Linked DNA regions of Zea mays: region 2 is linked to region 1. A link is a contact called in public Hi-C data. All regions are on one chromosome and are shown on one strand. Each heading gives the region's core, a stretch centred on a gene start, on an enhancer-like site or on the middle of the called end of the contact. The rest is flanking DNA. Distances are from core to core; before and after follow the strand shown. Region 1 holds the start of LOC100281010 (tubulin alpha-6 chain). Region 2 holds the start of LOC103655902.

Region 1 (3,595 bases), core at 656-3,155:
TTCCAACATAGTCAAACCCAGTTGCCATTGCAACTGTACCATTCAGTGTACAGAACTACGGATTCATATCCATTTTAACTGAGTTTGTTCAACTATGCTAGAACATGTAATCAGATTAGCAGCCAGGTAATGGACGCAATGCAAGCAGCGAGTGGATTAAGAGCATAGCACATATGGGCCCTGAACACACGTTAGCAAATGAGAGGAGAGATTAGCCTGGGCTTACCACGTATAAAACAGCGAAAAGGGAGACGGTGACAAGAATCAGGGGCCCAAACGCCAGAAAGAAGGTGCTGCCAAGTGATAGCAGTAACTTCGCCCGAGGAACAAGACCCTGTGAGAAGAGATAAACAATTACAAGGGAAAGACAAGCCACTGATTATTTTATCATCATATTGTTACTGATCTGATAGCCGGAACTAAACAAAAATTCTTCAGTAAAAAAATGGTAAGGTGAAGACAGAACAACGGCTGTTGATTATCTGATTTATCATATAGTATTGCTGAGTAGATAGTTGGCACAGGGGATTATTCTTCTGAACACAACTGTTTAACAAATAATAAACATGTGCATGGGCATGTGTTCAACTATTAACACAGAACTGAGCAAAAGTTGTACTAATGAGGCCCCAGTAATCCTGACAATGCTCTAACACACACCATAATGACAATTTACTTACCAAAAAGGATAAGAGCACTGCTAAGGAAATTGACAAATTTTCCCTACAATCCAGAGCGACCTTGACGAGGAAGTATCAATAGAATCACACAAAGAAGCCTAGTTTGCCTCTGAGGGTGTTTGAATACACTAGAGCTAATAATTAGTTGGCTAAAAAAATTGCTACTAGAATCAGCTAGCTGACTATTACCTAGTTTACTTAAAAATAGCTAATAATTGAAATATTAGATAGGATGTTTAGATGCCTCCAGCTAAACTATTAGCTCTAGTGCATTCAAACACCACCTCGCCCCTTTGACAACAGTGCATCTCTGCCTACTAGCACCAGTATGACAGAACAACAATCACCACTACTTCCTTTCCTTGATTAGTGATTAGTTAAAAGTTTGGGCAGATCAGGCACAGATTATGCCAAGCCGCTCACGTTTCAGTTTTTCAGTTCAATTACTAGTACAACACCGTATCCCATTCGTGCCTCGTTCAACTTTGTCCATGGACACTTCCTTGCCGTGCTATAGAAGATCGAGAATTTCCACCTCAGGAAAGGCCAACTTTGTCCATGGGGCGCGCGCGAGAGAGAGAGAAAGCGGGGGGCGGGGCAAGCGCACCTCGAGGCCCTCGCTGTTGAGCGCCATGGAGCGCTCCCGCTGGCCGTCCGCCGCGGCGCCGCGCTCGAACTCGGTGGCCGCCACCCCGCGCTTGGCCCCGGCCTCCGGCGCCCCCTCCTCGGCCTCCTTGCTAGCGCCCGCGGGCGCGGCGGCCCCCGGCGCCATCCCACGCCGCCGGAGCTCCCTGGCGAAGAGCGACTCGGGCGCCTCGGCCTCCCCCTCCTCCTTCTTCATCCCTCCGTCCCCGCCGGCGCGGCACCTCACGCGGAGGCGCAGCCGCGCGGGCGGCCACAGCGACGGGGACGCGGCGGAGGAAGAGGCCGACGGCGGGCGGATGGCGGCGAGGCGGATCACGGTCATGGCCATCGCGGCGCGGGGCTGGGCTGGGTCGTCGCGTCGAGGCGTTGTTTGGCGGGGGAGAGGCCAAGTCGGACCGGGCTCGCTTGGCGGCAGCTGTGGGGATCTGGCCGTCGGGTCGGGGGACGACGCGCAATGGAGGGCCGGGATCCCGCGGAAAGCTCGTGCGGCTGGGGACGGAGGAAGTTGTGGCGTGTAGAGTAAGAGGAGTGCGGCCGGCGGGAGCACGGGAGGCGGTGGGCGGGACACGTGTACAGCTGGCCCTCAGGGAGCTCGAGAGTTTCCGTAAAACAAAAAAAAATCTGAAGCGTGCACGCCAGCCAGCCAGCAGGTGTGGCCATTCGTGTTAGGTGTCGTCGAAGCTTGTGCCGAGAAAGGAAACCGTGCACGACCCCGACACTTCCTTGTGCATGTCAGCATGTAGCAGGGTGCAGCAACGTTGGCTGCTTGCTCTCGTCTCCATTCTCAACCCGGCAACGACATGCAGCATCTTCTCTACGAGACGCAATCTCTTGGTACGAGCTGTAAATTAGTGCTGGAAATTGGGGCCAACTAGTCCGGCTCCGCCCACATCTATTATGCTTCAAGTTAAATAGGGTTAAATAGATACGAGATAAAAAGCCACATAGCTTTTTGAGTCCGGTCATGTCAGTCCAAATAGTAAAAACATTAGTCTAGTTCGATTCAAAAGCATGTCATACCTTCGTCGTATCGTGTCAGCTAAAATCTGGTCCACATATAAAGTCCAATATTACAACAATATAAAGTCTATAATTTACTAAAATTAAAAAAACTAAACACAGTGAACTTTTTCGTGTTGGACCGGCCTAACATGCTAAAAATTTAGGGATGACCCAGCACTGTCTTTGTGTCATGCTAGCCCTGCAATGTAACTTCATGTTGCACCATGTTTTGAGCTTCTAATTTTATGTCGTGTCCGTGTTGACCTAGAAAGACCGGTCAATATTTCTAGCATTAGTACAAATCATGCACCTTCTTGTGAAGCCTAATTAGGGAACATCTAGCTAATGATGGCAACGGAGAATCTTTTATCGGAGAATGACTCCTTATCTATATAGGGATGAAGCAAGATTATATTTAGAGAGTGCAAATGCGCCCCATAAAAATACAAATTTTATACGTTTAGTTAAAATTTCACTATATATGCACCCCTAGAAAAATTTATTTTGCACCTGCAAAGACCCTCCTTAAATTTGCTATAACTTCGCCATTGTATTCATGTTCTTGTGGGAGAGAAAAACTTTGTGTTTCCATTCCCGCAAATGCTCATGGCAGAGCTTTTTCTCTCTCTCCGTCAGTGTCACTGTTTGGAATTTATCCTCATCGGGAATCCTTCACCATTAGGAGCAATATTTAGATGTAAATTAAATTGATTATATCAAATCAATATAAAATTAAACAAAAATTATAATATACATCTACTTTAGAGTTCAATTTGCTATCTTACAATATGCTATGTTAAAAGGGAAATGTGCCCTTTGACCATTTCTAAGTGTTTTGGTGATTAAGTGCCCAGCACATCATCTTGAACTGTCATGCTTCCTGAAAGTATGAGCACATGTATAAAGAAAGGTAAATTGAGAGACATATGAGTACATTGCAAATCCTATTGAAATGGAGAAACAAAGGTATGAATCTAGCACTTAGTAAATTGTTTTTGTTGCTAACTATGTTCATCTAAGTGCTAGGAAACTTCTCAAGTCAAGACAAACTAGAATGGAGAAGTTTGGCTAAGTTTGACCAAACTTGCACCAGACTGGGGTGCACCGGACAGTGTCCGGTGCCTAGGCTAGCCAAGCCGGTGAATAGACTGCTCTCGGGAATTCGCCGAGGCGTCGCAGCGATAATTCACCGGACTGTCCGGTGTGCCAGCCGCATGCTTGGCCAACACTCGACCGCGCGATCAACGGCTGCCACGTCTACCGAGCCA
Region 2 (3,595 bases), core at 679-3,178, 150 kb after region 1:
GAGTCAGATTTCCCTGCTTCAGCCATGCCTGCTCATGTGTAAATCAATGATGAACTTTGGAGCCAATTAACTTAAATAATGTAGTGAGAGGTACTAACCATAGAAAAATGTGACTTTATTGCCAAGTAAGATTATCATTACCAGCGTTATGTTGCTTCAACATAAACTGCCCAGGAGATAATCTTGATAAGTTCTGGACTTCATAACGGATCGAGTCTAATTGTGTCATAGCGTCTTTAAGCTCCTTATGAACCTGGATACAAGAGGAGAAATATGATTCTACCACATGGGTTTAACACACTTATATTGAATATCCATATTTCAGAAACAGTGCAAGGATCCACAATCCATGGTTATTAAAGCGGTAAAACGTTAAAACGTTATGAATCACCTTTTTAACATTTAAACGTTGAAACGTCTTTTCAGACTTGACATAGAACTTCAAATATAGAATAAGTTCATAGATAAGTTGAGTACTTGAGTTCACAAACCAAATAGCATAAAAGGAAACAGATCACGTTCAACACAAGTTCAACCACACAAGCTATAACTTGTATCTATGATCAGTAACCATCATCCAACTCATCAATATCAAGACCTAAAAGAATGATTCAGTGTGACTCAGTGACTGTGAGCAAAATCAAAATAGAGCCTAAAACATAGGAGCTGGCTGCTGGGGATGGACCGACTGGAAGGCTTAGGCGTTAGGAACTTAGGGTTTTTCCATCTTTTGGCCCAGGAAAGGAAAAGCCCACAACGAGTAGAACGTCCTAAACGCAAGTAAAACGTCTTAAAACGCACAGAGGACGTTTAAGCGTCGTTTAAATGCGTGAAACGGACGTTCTACTCCATTTTGGTAAAACGTTCGGACGTTTCAACTTTTAATCACGTTTTGTCGTTTAAACGACGCTTAAACGACGTTTAAGCGACGTTTTAATAACAATGCCACAATCAATCCATCAATTGAAATACTGATCGCAATTACAGAGGAGGAATCAGTCCACTAACAACATGTGCAGCAACAATGAATATTATTCATCAAAATAACTAGAAACTATACCGTGACTGATTATCCTAGGCTGTATTGGTGGCTATTGGCTAATGTTGAATTTCCTTTGCTTTCAGAACTACTGAAATCTATGTACAGATGAAACTATATGAACCCAATCAGAAAACTGGACGCTAAAACATTAATGCGCAAATGCTGTTTAAAATTCAGCAGATTGACGAGTGAAAAAAGAAAAAACATTACTATCCCTATAGGGACTAGAAGACGTGATTGCACGCTTGCACACAGGGTCTGCTCAGATATTAGTCAATGCCATCCCCATAAGGCCAATTAACCTATGTGAAATTCACCATCACCGCAACACATACAACTCACAGCATTTTCACAGGATCATGGCGAGAAAAGGGTGTACTCAGAATATACCTGGGTGGCTGCAGACTGGCCCAGAATCTCGTCCAGCTGCCGGCGAGCCACTATGAGCCGCCCAACCGCTCTTCCAGTCATCCGCCCGGCCGTCCTCGCAATCTTCACCATATCACTGGGCTCTGAACAAAAGCGAGGGAATCGGGGTCAGACCGAAACATCAGTTCCAAAACGTGCCGATCCCGCCATCGCCTTCCCGTCAGTCGCCGCCATCGACAGCCGCCGCCGAATGGCCGAAGCGGAAATAGCGCGCGGAGTTTGATTACTCACTCATCATGACGGAGCAGGCCCCGAGGACGACCAGCAGCTGTCCGGTCGAGAACCCCAGCATCTTCGCACGGACAAGTCGCCGCTGGGACGGGGCGGAGGATCCACGCGGCCGTTCCGGCACACGCGCACGACGGCGGCGGCTGTGCGTGACGCGGCGATGAGAGGGAGAGACAGAAAGATGACGTGGGCAAGGAATGGGCCGGGCCTCGGCTAATTGAGGCTGGAAATGGTTGAGCTGGGAGTGGGCTGGCGTCAAGAGGGCTCTCTGATGGGGAGTGTCAACCGGGCTTACATCTTTGCCTCAGTTCTCACGTACCCTTTTATATGTTTAAGGCAAAATTTGATACATACCATTAAAAGATCACATGTATAGAAATTTACCAGCAAAAGATTCACACTTAGATATTTACCATGGAAAGATTGCACGTTAGAGATTTATAGCATTCCGTTCCCTTCCGTCAATCGGATCAATGGGTTTTTTTTTATTTGGAACGATCAACAATTAGAGTATACCAATTTTACCCCTGGCTTTAGTTTTTCCCCTCCGTTCCTTGGCCCCAGGCCAGAATACGACTCCCTCGCGTGAGGCGAGAAAGGAGCAGAGGCCCGATAGGCGACGAGCTGCTCGCGGCCTTCCAGGCGGCGCGCTCGCCCGCGGCCACCCAAGTTTTTGCTGCAGCGGCGTCCTCCACCCCACGCAGTATGCACCTTTCTCCCGTTCTCCCTCATCTTCCTTCCTTGCTTTGGGAGTTCTAAATCCTAGGATTTTCTTCTCTCTTGTAGTGCTCAGGAATCGATCTGAAATTGAGGCGCATGGATACTTCTGAGGTTCCTGAAGGATAATATCCTTTTCCTCTTTGTTGAATCTTTGCAATTTCTTGTAAATTGTACAAAAGTTACTGTTTGTGAGGGGGAATAAATTTGTACAGAATAAATTGATTCATTTAGGACTGGAATTGTCATCAGTTGCTACTTACATTTGTTCTCCCTTCTATGTGTTTGCCATTGCTATTGCAGGATTGATCCGACTAGTGCATGTAGAGTTGAGGTCACTGTCAATTCTTACTTCAGTGTACGAGATGGTAGAAAGGAGTATAACCGGGGTAGGCCAGTAAGCTATGTTGTTGATTCAGAAACATATTCTATCATTGATCTAGAGAAAGATATTGCTTCAGAATTTAAATGGGCCAGTGAACAGCAGGCAAATTTCTGGGTTCTAACAGGAGAGGGTAGTCTGACATGCAAGTTGGCTTCAGATGCACAACTACTTGACTTGTTAAGGACATCCAGAGTAGTGAAGTTGTTCATGGTAGTCGGTAGCCGTGAGCAAAATGTAAGAGAGGAGGAGATGGCTGCTGCTGCAGTGAATATAGGAGACGAGGAGATGCCTACTGCAGTAAATATAGGAGAGGAGGAGATGCTTACTATAGTGAACATGGAAGAGGAGGCGATGCCTATTGCAATGGACCATAATTTGGAGGTACATGATAGAGGATTTACATGGGCAGAAGTACCTGAATATGGGGAAACAATTGGAGGGCCACCAATACTTGAGGAGGAGGAGGAGGAGCATTTCAGAACTATTGGGTGTGATCCTGATGGAGACGAGCCTGTAGGAGTAGATGAAGAGTGGAGGTACTTTAAACGTACGGAACATGTAGTCATTGATCCAGTCGATGTACACAAAAGAAAGAGGGCTGCTCTAGAATTCAGAGACTTTGATATCCAACAGAATGGAAGGGCGTATCCTAGCAAGTGTGTTGCATGAGTTGAACATGAAGAGCCGAGGGCTGCAGTATGGAATCATGAGGACTGGTGCAATGTCTGCTGAGATATCTGGAATAACAAAAGAAGGTAAGAATTGGAGAGTTCCTGTTGACATTGAGAAAAGAA

Evidence for each region. A called contact is a pair of places that touch in the nucleus more often than the background predicts.
Region 2: a Hi-C map of leaf shows a contact between it and region 1, with 5 times the contacts expected there. The contact joins the promoter of LOC103655902 here to the promoter of LOC100281010 in region 1. A contact is called at or near these places in 5 of 25 Hi-C or Micro-C datasets (ear, endosperm, leaf and 1 more).

What each region holds. Positions count from the first base shown.
Region 1 is chr4:216,781,672-216,785,266 of Zm-B73-REFERENCE-NAM-5.0, forward strand. LOC100281010 (tubulin alpha-6 chain) reads right to left here and starts at 1,906. Exons shown (of 3, transcript NM_001153929.2): 1 at 1,288-1,906; 2 at 227-334. The coding sequence starts at 1,653.
Region 2 is chr4:216,929,000-216,932,594 of Zm-B73-REFERENCE-NAM-5.0, forward strand. LOC103655902 reads left to right here and starts at 1,929. Exons shown (of 2, transcript XM_020552321.2): 1 at 1,929-2,014; 2 at 2,720-3,595. The coding sequence starts at 1,929. The coding sequence ends at 3,470. LOC100274044 reads right to left here and starts at 1,945. Exons shown (of 8, transcript NM_001148425.2): 1 at 1,703-1,945; 2 at 1,433-1,554; 3 at 142-253; 4 at 1-28. The coding sequence starts at 1,763.